Linked DNA regions of Mus musculus: region 1 is linked to region 2. Evidence: chromatin contacts called from public HiChIP or PLAC-seq data. All regions are on one chromosome and are shown on one strand. The core of a region is the stretch at or near the end of the contact, and the rest is flanking DNA. Distances in the headings are between cores, read along the strand shown.

Region 1 (6,688 bases), core at 2,155-4,654, 50 kb before region 2:
TGTCTCTTCATTGACAGCTTCAATATCACTGGATCTTTAGAAAAATTAAAGGAGATTTGGCATGCATATAGTTTTGTTCTAATCCAGTCTTTCTCATGCTTGTTAAAATGTCTCTCTACTAAACAGTTTTAATTTTCCATGAGAGATCTGAAACATCCTTTGCTAGGGCTGCTTCTGGTTACTTGGTATTGTTTTGATATGAAAATAACTGATATCTTCCTCTCAGGGCCTAGATATGGCAATATAATTAAATTTACGTATTGATTTTGAGTCTAACAAAGTTACTGAGTCTAATAATGTATTTTTTTATAATTCTAAAATTTCACATGTAGACTCTTCTAGATTTTCTATATCAATGAATCAGACTTTACACAGCATTTGTAGAATGCCCCCTTTGGTCATTTCAGTTCCATCTATGTTGGTAATTGTAGTGGAAATTTCCAAGCAGGTCATTTTCTTCTAATGTTCCTTTACAAATGACTTCTAGTATAGTTTAATTTTGATCGCAAAGAGACTTCCAATGATGAAAGTCACTAAGTTTGTTGATATTTGCTTTGTGGCCCAGCGTATAGATAACTCATAAAAAATTCATGCTAACTTGCAGGGAGTGAGCACTCTGAAGTTGTTGGTACAAGTAATTTATTCTAATTTATTATGTCAGGTGTTATTTTGTATAAATTTCTGTCTTCTTGCTGATTTGTTTGAATTATTGATTTTATAAGTCAGTGGAAGAATTATTTCAAAAGCTACTTTGTAAGTTGTTCTGTTTCTGATAGAAATATTAAGATATGTATTTCTTGAAATTAAGGCCCCTCATGGCTATGAGCTGAACTTTACCTCCAATGACAATTTTCACCCTAAAGAAAGATGATTAACTCTGGTATAATGCTTCTTAGTTTTATCTTATTTCAAGACCTCTATTTTAAAATGGATAAGATAACTGAGTACCAGTATTATACATATATAAAAGGGAAAATACATAATAAATATGGTTAACACAATCCTAAAACTTCTTTGCTTATTTAGGATTAACTTTTTTGAATCTCATTTATACTCAGATTTGTGGTCTGACGTGTTTCTATAAATCATCGTCCTGTGGGCTGTGGGGATGTCAGTGATGAATCTCTCAAGAGCACAGCTACTCTCTTCTTTCTGTAAGGCTTCATACTGGAACTTTTACCAGAAGTTCTCAGTAGCAGGTCCTCAGACATGAACTGGCCTTCACATCCTTTCTGGAATGGCCAACTGGTTTGTTGACTAAGAGTGTGTATGGTGGTCTAGTCATACTGTCATGATTAGCAATCACATCACTACACAGCTAGGGCAGTTACTACTTAAGTGCTCAGACAGGTGTCCTCTACTACTAGATGGGTGCATCTACTACTGTGGTCTACTTTCAATGATACCACCAAGGATGTTTTATTGTTTATGTGTGTGAATGTTTCACCTGAATGTACATTTGTGTACCTTGTGCATGCCCAGTGACAGCAGAAGTCAGAAGAAAGCATCAGATCCCTGAAACTGGAATTGCAGATTGCTGTGAGCCACCATGTGGGTGGATACTAGGAATTCAACCTGGGTTCTCTGCAAGAGCAGCAAATGGTCTTAACCTTTTAGCCATCTCTCCATCCCTGTTGTTCTTACATATGGTTGTACAGTTTTAAATTAAATATAGAGCAACTGTATTAATCAACCAATACAAGGAGACTGTGATAAGCTGCTTTTTAGAATCTGATGCTTACACTCTTTAAGGATTTTCTTTCTTTTTCTATTATTCAGATCCCCAGAAGTGCAAACGATGTTATGTCTTGCAAATCAGTCTCCCACCTTCTAGCATGACCTATTTGGTTAAACACATATTTTCACTTTTCTGCTGTAGCATTGTAATGGAAGTGAAGTATATTCTGCTAAGACAGCAGGACTTTTTTGATACAGAGATGTATATTTTAATGGTAATGCTGTGCAGGGCAGGATTCATTTAGTACAATTCTAACTTCCTTTCACACACCCTGTAAAGCACATATTGTGGCTTTCCCAGAAAATACAAAAGTAGATCATTTAACCAGTAACGAGTGTGTATTAGACAAATGCGTTCTTGATTCATTCTGTATACATAACTATTTGTACTATAAATTGTAGTGTTGTATTTTAATGACATTTTAAACAGCAATTAAACAACGTGTTATTGCAATAGAGTGTATAATTCAAGTGAAGTGACAACCACATGAATAGCTATGACCTGATTTCACATCACACGTAATGAAAATGACATAGGGACAGCCACATGGTAACAGCAATTAAGAGGTGTCAAAATAAGATGCATTCTGATTAAGAAGGAGGGTTCTCGGTCACTGCTGGTGGGTGTGCAAAACACCCAGGGATTTGGGAAGACAGTTTGATAATTTCTTATAAAAATAAACACTCTTGTCATGGGATCCATCAATCACTCCCTTTAGTATTTACCTAAAGAAGCTGGAATCTTATTTACATATAAGTACAATCTATACATTAGAAGTTTATAATAGCTCTATTAATATTTGCTAATATTTAGAAGCCACAAACACGCCCCTCCGGTGGAGAATTGGTCAAGTAAACTACTGTGCCTTCAGACAAGGCAATATTATTTAGTATTAAGAAATGAGTTATCAAACTATGAAGACAAAATAAACTTACACACTGCTAAGAAATACGTCAGCCTGTAAGGGTATATATAATATATTCCAGTTTTATAATTTCAAGAAAACTAGAACTAGGGGGCAAGGATCTAGGCAGGTTGCTCAGTTTAGTCCATGAGCTTGAGTCCAGTGCCATTGGAAATGCTTGGCATGGTGGAATGCATTTGTAATGCCTGCACTGTGGGGCAGATAGGTGGGTCCTGTTGCTCACTGGCCTGCCAGCCTCAATGACTGGAAAACTCCAAGTTCAGAGAAAGCTCTGCCTTTAAAAAAAAAAAGAAAGAAAAAAAATAGGTGGCGAACAACTGAGGAAGACACCCAGTATTGACCTCTGACCTTTCCTTTCATGTGCACCCACATGAACACATATACACAAGTGCCCCCACACATACCACACACTACACACAGCAGGAAGGTCAGTAAAAGAGTCAGTGGTTGTCAGGGGTTTGAAGAGGAGGAACACAGCAGATATGGGGGAGCCATGAAACTGTCTTGTGTAATGTTACGGTGCCAACATGACATCGTTCCATAGACCTGTAGAACTCTAATATAAGTTAGAGATCTTAGTTAACAATACTCTATTGGTTCATCAGTTGTGATAAATGTACCATGTTAATACACTACTTAAGAGTCTGTCTGGTAGGAGAGAAGGTGGGGGGCTGTGGATGTATGTGAGAACTCTGTACTTTCCTCTCAGTTCTTGAGGAAATGCAAGACTTCCTTAAAACTTGTTTTACTGACGTGACATTTCTTACCCAGACCTCATTATAAGCTGTCCTTTTGCTAGAAATGAGTGAAGTAGAAGGAAGAGGTTCCCCAGGTTAAATTAGACCAGAGTTTGCTTATCTGTTTGCCTGTCTGTCTGGGGTTCTTCAGTCTGGACAGAGCATAGGATGGTCTTGCGTGCACTGTGCATCTGTGGATGGTCTGCAGCTCTAGACCCTCTGGCTTCTCTATCTCTGGGATACTAGGGATTCAGGCTGATGGTTTCATGCCCAGCACAAAGCTGGCTTTGAAAACAGAAGGGAGAGGTGTAGGTTCTCAAAGGCTCTTGTTTTGTGTTTTGTTTTGCTTTCAGACAGTCTCATTAGGTACCTTGGCTGTCCTGAGATTCACTATTAGACCAGGCTAGACGCAAACTCATAAAGATTCCACCTGCCTCTGCCTTTCATGTGTTGGAAGTCAAAGCTATTGTGAGTACACGCAGCTTCCAAAATGAATACATTTTTAATGTCTTGCATTCATGCCAATACCAACATACTTTAACTAACTGAACCTCAACTGCAAGTGTGTGTGTGTATGTGTGTGTGTGTTTATTGTATATTTTTTGAAGAAAATGCTTTTTAAAGGTACTAACTATGTCTTCTTTAAGTTCAGAGTACATTCTGGGCACAATGTTCTACATTTGTTTTGATCCGTTATTGTTGATTGTCAACTTGACATACTTATTATAGAATCACTAGGAGACATAAATCTGGGTGCATCTGTGAGGGTGTTTCTAGGTTAGGTTGACTGGGAAGGAAGACACGCCATGAGTGTGAGTGCTGCTGCCCCATGTGCTGGGGTCCTGGGCTGTGTAACAGAGGGGAGGGGGCACCAAGCACCGTGTCTCCCTCTGCCTGCTTTCCAGCTGCAAATATAGCATGGCCAGCTGCCTGCCACGCCAAGCTGGGAACTAAAATAACCTCTCTGTCTCAAGTGGCTTTTTCAGGGACTTAGTCACCAGAATGAAACAAGGAACCAAGGTACCATTGAAGACAATCCACTTGAAACTATTACTTTGTCCAGTTCTGCACAGCCACGAGACTTGATTTTGTGCCTCAGATGTTAACTTCGTGACTTTTTTGTTAATCTTCATTTCTTCAATTGCCTTATTAGTTGAGAGAATAATACTTGTGTAGTCATTGTGAGGAACATGCCAGACAATTGGGAATGATCTTTGTAACTTGTAAAGCACTCTAAATAACAGAGTTTCTATGTTGCTTCAAGGTTAGGTTAGGAGTTTTGGACCTCATATACATAAATCAGCAACAAAAAAAGCAAAAGCAAAAAAAAAGTATTCTTAATTTAACAGAAATGATCAAAACTGATTATGTAGCCAATGAAATATGGTTTGTGCTCAGTCAAGTATATAAACACTTAAATATAAAATATGAAACTACCAACATAAAAGAAGCTTCAGACAACTTGAGACTGTGCCGTTTGAATAAAGAACAGTGGAACTTTCCTGGCATCTTGAGGACTCACAAGAACAGCACCAAAAGCGACTCTGAATAAGATAATTAGCTCTCAGCTTTGTAGATGTCATTAAGGACGACATTTTCCCGGCACAGAAAGGTCAGAAAAGCAAGTGACAAGCCCTCATCTACAATGACCTTTGACAACAGACTCAAGATGGATATTTTCACTCTTACTTCAATTCTTTGCTACCAGAATGTCTTTTACATAGTTAAGCATGTGTTGGTTTTATGATTGAAACTAAATAAAAGCGATAAAGTATATACATGCATGCACACACACATATATGTACATATACATTATATATATACACCATGGCAGATAGTTCACTTTGATTTCTGTAGGCTTTTGTAAAAAAAAAAAATGAATTTTGATCTTGAAAATTGTCAGTCAAATCAAAAGAGAAGCTGGAGACCACTCTGCTGACTCAAATTCTGTGCCCACAGGGAATTCACAGCTTGCAATAGAGGAACTGTTTAATTTTAAATGGTAGGAAGAGATGAAAGATAGATGTTAACCTTATCGTTCACATTTGGACACACACACAAAAATAGTCCCTACATTTAGTGAGTATCGACTGTATACAGGGTACTTTACAGGCAGCTGTAATCCCAGGTCGATCTGGCAAGATATGCATCATAAGCATGGGTATTATGTCATCTGTGGATGTTCTATCATGTGTGAGGAGTCAGAGATCTAGAAAACGAAGAAAAACAACACTGCAAACTTAGGTGCTTTTCATTCTACTACTATAGACTTCTCAAATCACTACTACCTTAAAAGAGCATTATTTAGTCATTGTTTATGAACCTGTAGATGGGTGTGGAACAAAAAAAAACACAAAAAAATATTTGATTTTGAAGTAAGTGGTTTTGGCTGAGTCACTTAGAGGTCTAACAGCTTCTGAAGTTCTGCTTGTTGGTAAAAGCAATTCAGCACGCTAAGTGGCCCTGGGTGCCCTTGCATGATCTACTGAGGAAGGTCGACAATGCAAAGCCCTGTCCTGATCCTACTCCATGTCAAAAGATTCCAAGAAGGCAGCCTTAATGACAGGTCTTCTAACTAAAGACTCTGCTTGCTTTTCCAGTCATAAAAGCAGGAAATTACTTAAGTTCAGTGTTCCTTGTAATGCAACCCACTGAATTTGCAGACACCCAGAGTGAGCCTACAAGTGACTATACTAGTTGAAAGCAAAATTAAAAATTGTATATCATCTTAAATTTTGCAGATGCCTCTTTATTTAAATCCTCCTGAAGTAACATAAATAAATAACACTAGTCTTGAGATTCTTGTGAGAGGGCAGCAGGCTACAACACTTCTGCAGATAGTGTTTTAGCTACAGAAAGGTTGGATGCGATCATCCAACATTGCCCTGAGCTGCTCTAGGGAGAATTCAGCCATGACTCTTGCTCACTATACACAAAGATGAATCCCTTGGCCAATCATAAAGCTGTCTATCTCTTATGGAATCATTTGGTCACCTTTACTCCTTCACTGCCAGGGCAATAATGCACACATTATTGTCGTTATCAGAGGATGTTCAGATAAGGGGATAGACTAATAAGTGTAAATATTGGTAAAGAAAGGATATACTATGTTTCATTGACTTATAATGGTGTGTCTAAGAGATAAAAGGACTCACAATTACATAATGAATAAAGAAAATGACATGATGCTCTCTTCATTGGCAGTTATCATCTATAAGGAAATTGGGGAAAGTTACATTTAAAATAATAAGAAAATTTAAATGATTTACATTTTTAACATATATTGAA
Region 2 (7,534 bases), core at 722-3,221:
TCTCTCAGAAAAATGTAGATAGGGAGAGAAGCTATCTTGAACTTGTATATGACTTTATGTTTATGAGCCCTCATGGCTGGCCATTGCAGGTATGTTGTGAGTGCTTAGTAAAGTAAATAATTTAAGAAAGCTTATTTGGGCCTCCTGATGGGCCCCTGAATAGGTGGGAGAATAGCAAGCACCTTGGGCTTTACAAACAATCAAGCGCCAAAGAGGGATTGAGAATCCTGCCCACAACGTGCAGCTCTGACAAACTTCCCAGGTCTGGGAACAGAACTGGAGCATTCTCTTCTACCAGTGGCATCAGGAGGTCAGGAGCTGAAGACAGGGTCGCCGCTTTCACTGTTTCTGTTGTTTCTATTTTGTTATTTGAATGCAGGGTAATTTTATTATCTTACAGTCAAATCACTCAGATAAGTCACTCTTGCAAACCAAGGCTGAAGCAAGGTGCAGAAGGACCCTTTTCTCCCTGGCGTACCCTAAAGAGGAAAACCTTCAGACCTCGTTTGGAGCTCAGGAAGTCCCACCCCTGGCTGAGGAGTTATTGGCAATTGATGGTTCAGGGTCTGCGTCCAATCCCACATCATCATCCATGCACATGCAGGCATCACTACGTGAATCAACCAACCAAACAAATAAACAAACAAGCAAACCAGCACATAAAGTTGAGAGGGAATAAATACCCTAGGGAGAAAAGGAGAAGATCTGGAGGGTAGCGAATGAGAGTGGATTTGATAAGTTCCTTTTAAAATTACTTTTCTAAAACTTTAAGAAATTAAAGCGAGGTTTTTTGTTGGGTTTTTTTTTGGGGGTGGGGGGGGTGGTGGTTTGTTCTGGTGTTGTCGCTGTTGTTTGGTGTTCAGACCTCCAGCGGGTGTCTTTGTTTTCACTCTCTAGGGGCTCATTGTCCTGTCTCAGGACAAGTACTTTCCATCTAAAACCTGGATGCCTGCCGGCTCCCTCCTGGTATTCCTGCATTCAGGCCCATTTCCCGGGTGCTAGCAGTGCTGTTGACTCTTTGACCTCTTTGCAAAGGGACGACCTACTTTAAGCATCACTCACACTTCTCAAAGCCACAATCACCGGCTACCCTAGCGGGATGGTGTTTCCCTGAAACCCAGATGTGCCAATCTCGGGTCAGATATCACAGCCCTCCGTTGGCTAAAGAAAATTAGGGCTGTCTTCCAGCCCTTAGCTGACACACCTCCGCAGCAGCACAGCCCCCAACCCACCCCTCCGCTTCACGGAGATGCCTCGACTTCTCCCTCCTTCAGTAAAGATCCGGAGCCAGATCTCCATTTAAGTCTTTGGAAGACTTTTTTTCTGAGTGATCTGAGTGTAATGAGTAGGACCCTTCTTTTTATAGGCATCCCTTCCTCCCCAGTCGTGTTAATACCAATTGTAGAAAGACGCCCCAAGAATCCTGCCTAGATGTTTCCTATTGTGGAGAGGCCACACGCAGATGCGGGCTGCCTGGCTTACCTGGCTCTCTCTCTCTCCGTCCAGGTAGTGGCACTGCACAAGTCCAAAGTCAGAATCGGCCTTCAGGGTCCACAGCCGCTGACGCCATTCCTCTAGGGGATTTGCATTTCTCCACCCACTTGAGGCTTTCCTGTGCGTCAGTGTTTGAGTCCCTGGGACTTTAGGCAGTTCCTATCCACTCTATTCTAGAAACGCTTTACAAAGTCAGGCTGAAGCCCCCTTGGCAGAGCACCGCCCCATCCCTAGTAGCCACTCTTACAAATGCAAATTGTCCCAAGGTGTGTAGAGTAAGAGGTACACACTGAAGGACTGGGATTCCTGTTTTCCTAGACATAACTCCATCCTTTCTAGGGAGCCAGCATCAACACACCAACCAACAGCAGGGTCTGCTGTCTTGTGAGAAGACAGGCTTACACAGGTTTGTGGCAACTCGTGTAAAAGTTCTCGGTGTATGCCCTCTCTGGCCAGCTTCCACCTTGTCTTGGTACCTGTAGTCTGTGTGCTCCCCTCTTTATGACATGGGTCTGTTCTAGAATCACAGAGCTGGGTGGAACCTCGGTTCCTTTCCGTTCTAAATTTCACTTTCTGAAGACATTGAGGACCAGGCAGGTGAACAAAGTTACTCAGAGACATAGCCACTGGACTAAGATAGACAGTCATCTCTCAGGGATCACTGACTTCCAGCGGATTCCTTTAGATATTAATGCCTTGAACAGGAAAAAAATTCTACCAGAGTTCAGCAAAATAAATCAGACTGGTGGAAAGCAATGGGCAGACTGGATACACATGTGTCTAGGGTAGTATACCTAGGCAAAAGCCTGTATCATATCAATGACCAGCCATCACACAGGTGTGCCACCTGGATTCTTCTCTCCCAAGTGACAACTAAGCCATTCACACCCTACCCAGGAAACTTTTCTCCCTCTCAGGAGCTGAGGCTGTGACTCAGACAAGTCTGGGCACTGTCATTTTTCACTCCTGATGTTCCCCCCACTGCATCTTCTCACCAGGTACCCCCCCCATGCCACCCCACACACAGTGAAATCCTAGACTTTGTGAAGATGTAACAATGCCCCCAAACCCACAGTAGGTTTTTGTTTGTTTGTTTACGCTGAATTTCTTTACTCTTCTTGACCAGCTGTCTGGGAGAAACAGAACACACTCCTTGCATTTTCTGATCCCCCTCATGTTCTTAATCTCTGTCTCTCCCCCCTCCCTTTCGATTTGTGTGTGGATATAGGCATATGTTCAGAGCATGTGTGAGTGCTGGCATGCCATAGATCCCAAGTAGAGATCAGAGAACAATATCCAGTGTTGCCCCTGCCTCCAACCCTGTTTGAGACATGGTCTCCTGTTGACACTGAGTTAGCCAGCCTGGACTGCCTGGAAGCTTCTGGGGGTTCCCGTGTCTCCCATCTTGCCATGGCACCATCACAGCTGGCTTTACATGAATCATGGAGATCCACATTCATGTCCTCTTACCCGAGTGTAAGTGCTTGACTCACTGCACCATCTCCCTAGTCCCAGACACATTTAAAGTGGAAAAAAAAAATGGGTGAAATCAGCACAAGTAACCTAATATCTACAAAATAATAATACTTCATTTAAATTATAATAAAACATTAAATTATAATAAAACATTTAAATTGCTACCTAAGATCCTTTGTATTCCTTCCTATTGAACACCTAGATTCTGCAGTGTAAGTGGATTTCTTTCCAGTGTCTAAAGCCCTGGTGGCTGCCATTCTGGACAGCTTAGGTGGAGACCACTACTCGCCACTTTTACTTCCTGCCTTAGAGTGTTAATCACATTGGCTTTTTGTGTCTTTATCGCTACATTTAACTGTTCAGGTACATGTACAAAAATGGGTATGCTCTCTTTCTCTTTGAGACACTTCTAGATCTCTGCTTTTTAAAACTTGTTGAGGACCCCCATATTTGTGTATTATAGTTTTGCAGCTATTCACTCTATGAAAATTCAGATCTGAGATAAGCTATTCATGCTTCCAATAATATGCCCATTATATGTTAGAATGAACATGCTTTGTAAACAACAAAAATGTCTTCCAGCAAAAAAGTAGAGTGAGAAAAGTGGCTTTAGGGTTTGTTTTGAGACAGAGTCTCAAGTAGCCCAGGCTAGCCTCAAACTCACTGTATAATATGACCTTGAACTCCTGATCCTTCTGCTGGGATTACAGGCCTACACTACCTCTCTAGACCTGAGTTACACTCTAAGTCTCTCTAATGTCTGTTTTGAGAACACAGCTGGATCCTCATAGCTGCTCCAGCATTTAATATGTTGTATAACATTATTTTGCTTGAGATATTTGAAGAAAATCCAGACTGACATCACTTAGAATAGAAATGGAAAACAGTCATCATGATAGTCTTTTGGCTGCCAAAGTTATTGTTTGAAACCACACACTCAGTAAGTGCTGGTTCCTTGGGAACCAACTGCATTGTAGAACCTGAGACCACATCAAACCCTTCATACACACACACACACACATGCACACACACACACACACACACACATATATATGTGTGTATATATATATATATATATATATATATATATATATATATATATATATATATGTATATATATAGTTTCAGCAAACCCATTAGTCTGACTGCCTCTTGCTTTGTATGGCTTTTCCCTGTTGGGTTAGGGACCAAACCAGGGGCCTTGGGCATGCTAGGCAGGAACTCTGCCACTGGGTTTACCCCAGCCCTTTGCATCTTGCATTTTGAGTGGAACTATTATCCACGTGTGGTTTTGTAGTCATTTGGAAATCGTTTGTGCACAGAATTATGCAGACACTCTGAATGCTGGTACAGTTCATCTACAATGGAAGAAATCAACATGTGGTAATGTCTCCATGGACCTCTCACATGCTGGGAAGCTGTGCAGCTCATGATGGCGAGTAAGAGTTTCCCTGTTTTGGGTTTTGCCAGCTTTCCTGCAGTGGCAGGCTCACTTTGGTCACTCAGACAACTGAACAAGTGCTATTCCTTGAGAGGCCCAGGTATGCCTTCAAATATAATGTCCTACTTTGCCATACATACTAAAAAGTTGTACCTTGAAGGTCTGAGACTTAGTAAAGCTTAATATCATTTGGCACTGCCTCCTTTGCTCGTAGTAAAGCATCAATAGTTTTGCTCAACATTTCTTTGATAGCAAGTGCAAATATCAGCCTACTGAAAAGCAAAACATTATTATAAAAATAGATTAACCTCTCATACCCCCTCAAGATATATTGGAGGTCATGTGGAGATCTGCAGATGACTGACAACACACACTATATGGAACATCCCCTATCTACTGCAGTCACTTAAGGGGGATTCCTGAGGGAGTCTCTGTTAAAGGAATACCTGCTTCTTGATTGACTGGTTGAAAGAGGTATCTGCCTTCATCCTCTGGTCTATTTTATGGAGGCATCTCAGAAGGTACACTAATGCCACTGTGCCTCTTTCTGAATCAAATCTAACTACGCGAGTCCCTTCGTTGCCCCGGCTCACTTTAGAGCTAAACGAAGCAAAATATCCAAGGAAAACGAGCAAACTAAGTTATAAAATGAATTTCCTATGAAGAATCTCAAACTGAAAAACCCCCACAGGCTCCCCATCTCTTCCCCAAACACGTTCCCCGTTGCTGGATTATAAAGCTTAGGCTGGGTGCTCTATTAGCATTTGATTCAGTCTCTGCTGTGCCAGGCTCTGGTAATGCAACCTACCTGAACTGTCTGAGTGCCAAATCCCCTTCTGCAGAAATGGGAATATAGATGCCACGTAAAGTGGCTGTGAAGTCAGAGATACGATGTAGGCAACCAGATAGGGGAGTAAATACTGGCTGTTGGTAACAGTAATTTGTCAAGTTCTAGGGAACTTTGGAGGTCAAAGGTTGGTTTTCGACCTTTCTCTTCTCCCTTATTTTATAGGTGGCCAAAGAGAGGTCCGTTGCATCAGGAAGCATCATAGATATTGCAAGCGAGAGGCAGAGTGGATTCCGCATCCATTCACCTGACTGCACTTTTCTATTCTACCAAGGATTGGGTGGGGGTGGGGGTGCCAGAAAGAGAAGCAAGTCAGCGCCATCTCCTGACATTTCTTGTAAAAAACAATTTAAGTAAGCATGTATTGGTTCTCATCTTTGGTAGAACCTTATCTCTCTTCTTCCTCTGTGGCATTTCTTGAGTTAGACTTGGATGATGGACAAACAGACATGCATATACATAAAACCATATCCATTCCTCGGGAGTGAGTGCCAGTACCAGGTAATGGTCCTGTAAACATTTCCGGGACAAGATAGTTTGATGCTGCTCTTCCCACGTCACTGTATTCAGTGACTAAAGCTTCGTGAGAAAGAGAGTCTTATAAAAAGGGTTTAACAGCCAAGATTTCTCAAAACTCAGTCCCCTATGACTGTGCTCCCTCTACCGACGTGTCCAAGCATTGCAATGTGCAAACGACCAGATTCTTTCAAATGACAATACCATTGGCTGGAACTCTATCAGACAGACATGGTGCTAAGAACTCCATCTGCGTTGTTTGCCTAATCCTCATAACACTACACTGTTGTGCCCAGTTCTCAACACTCACAATTAGTTGGAAATAGACTTTACCCATCTTAGTAAGAGTTTCTGCCGGGCAGTGGTGGCACTCGCCTTTAATTCCAGCACTTGGGAGGCAGAGGCTGGCAGATTTCTGAGTTCGAGGCCAGCCTGGTCTACAGAGTGAGTTCCAGGACAGCCAGGACTACACAGAGAAACCCTGTCTCAAAAAAACAAAAAACAAAACAAAACAAAACAAAACAAAAAAAGTTTCTATTATGGTGATAAAACACCCATGACCAAAAAGCAACTTGGGGAGGAAAGGGTCTATTTCAGCTCACTGTTCCAAATCACAGCCCATCATGAAAGGAAGTCAGGGCAGGAACCTGGAGGCAGGAATGAATAAGAAACCATGGAGGAGGGGCTGGAGAGATGGCTCAGTGGTTAAGAGCACCGTCTGCTCTTCCGAAGGTCCTGAGTTCAAATCCCAGCAACCACATGGTGGCTCTCAACCATCTGTAATGAGATCTGACGCCCTCTTCTGGTGCATCTGAAGATAGCTATAGTGTACTTAGATATAATACTTTCCCAGTAAAGAGAGGGAAGGGCTGACAGAGAGCAACAGTTCCATAGTCTGTCCTCCTTGAAGAAGACTTTCTAGTGACATGTCTCATCCAGGTTCTTCATTCCCACAAGACTGCTATTGCCACTGAAATTTATGAGTATTTTCCATTTTATAAATTTACAAATAGCCACGCAAAGTCATTAGGATCATTACATAATATTCCAGACTGAGGCAATTTTCCTCTTCCTCCCTCTGAAATGCTTTAGCAAGGTATCTTCATTTGCCAATATATCTTGGGCACTGGGGAGATGGCTCATTGGCTGCAGCATCTACTGTGCAAGCATCACAACCTGAGATGGAATCCCATGTGGGACACATGAATGCACATCTGGAATCCCATGTGGGACACATGAGTGTACATCTGGAATTCCAATGGTTTTAAGGAGAGTCAAAGGTGGAGGCAAGGTAATCTATAGAAGCTATAGGCCAGCTAGTTTGCTGTACATGACAGTGAGCAAGGAAAGACCCTGCCTCAAACAAAGTAAGAGGATTCACACACAAGATTGTCCTTTGACCTCCATATGCGTGGGTCACATTTGCATCAGATGGCATCTGTGAGCCTGCTCTCACACATACAAAATACACATGCATCACACACACACACACACACACGCACGAAAATACTTCCACTAACTAGCATAAGTAATTTTACATAAGAACGATAGAGGAAAGAGAAAAATAAAATACGCTCTGAGACTCATAAATGAAAGAGAGAGCATTGAAAAGGTTTCTGGGGGTGGGGATTGAATAGTCAATGACAAATGATCCTCACTGAGCTGTGCCCCAGTTGCCAATTCCTCTCTAGTGACCATGGTTTAAAGAAAATGAAAGAAAAAACATCGTAAAGTGTGCTGTGTGAGATGGAAGGTGGGTA

What was found. HiChIP or PLAC-seq counts read pairs in DNA pulled down with a chosen protein or histone mark.
Region 1: a contact with region 2 is called in an H3K27ac HiChIP or PLAC-seq map of the HPC-7 cell line, with 6 times the contacts expected there. The contact joins the enhancer-like site here to the promoter of Stat4 in region 2. A contact is called at or near these places in 1 of 39 promoter capture datasets (macrophages), 11 of 484 Hi-C or Micro-C datasets (CD4 T cells, CD8 T cells, the CH12 cell line and 6 more) and 8 of 115 datasets of contacts at active chromatin or transcription factors (CD8 T cells, the HPC-7 cell line, Th17 cells and 4 more).

Annotation. Positions count from the first base shown.
Region 1 is chr1:52,055,052-52,061,739 of GRCm38.p6, reverse strand. The region is part of intron 3 of Stat4 (signal transducer and activator of transcription 4); the gene reads right to left. Among named protein-coding and RNA genes, the nearest start is that of Stat4, 50 kb to the right of the region's middle. Within about 2 kb of position 3,404, at least 5 of the 459 cell types and tissues checked have an H3K27ac peak or open chromatin away from gene starts, as enhancers often do. A contact at or near this core is called in the HPC-7 cell line and bone marrow-derived dendritic cells, where this site is marked.
Region 2 is chr1:52,002,677-52,010,210 of GRCm38.p6, reverse strand. It overlaps Stat4 (signal transducer and activator of transcription 4), which reads right to left and starts at 1,971. Exons shown (of 24, transcript NM_011487.5): 1 at 1,483-1,971.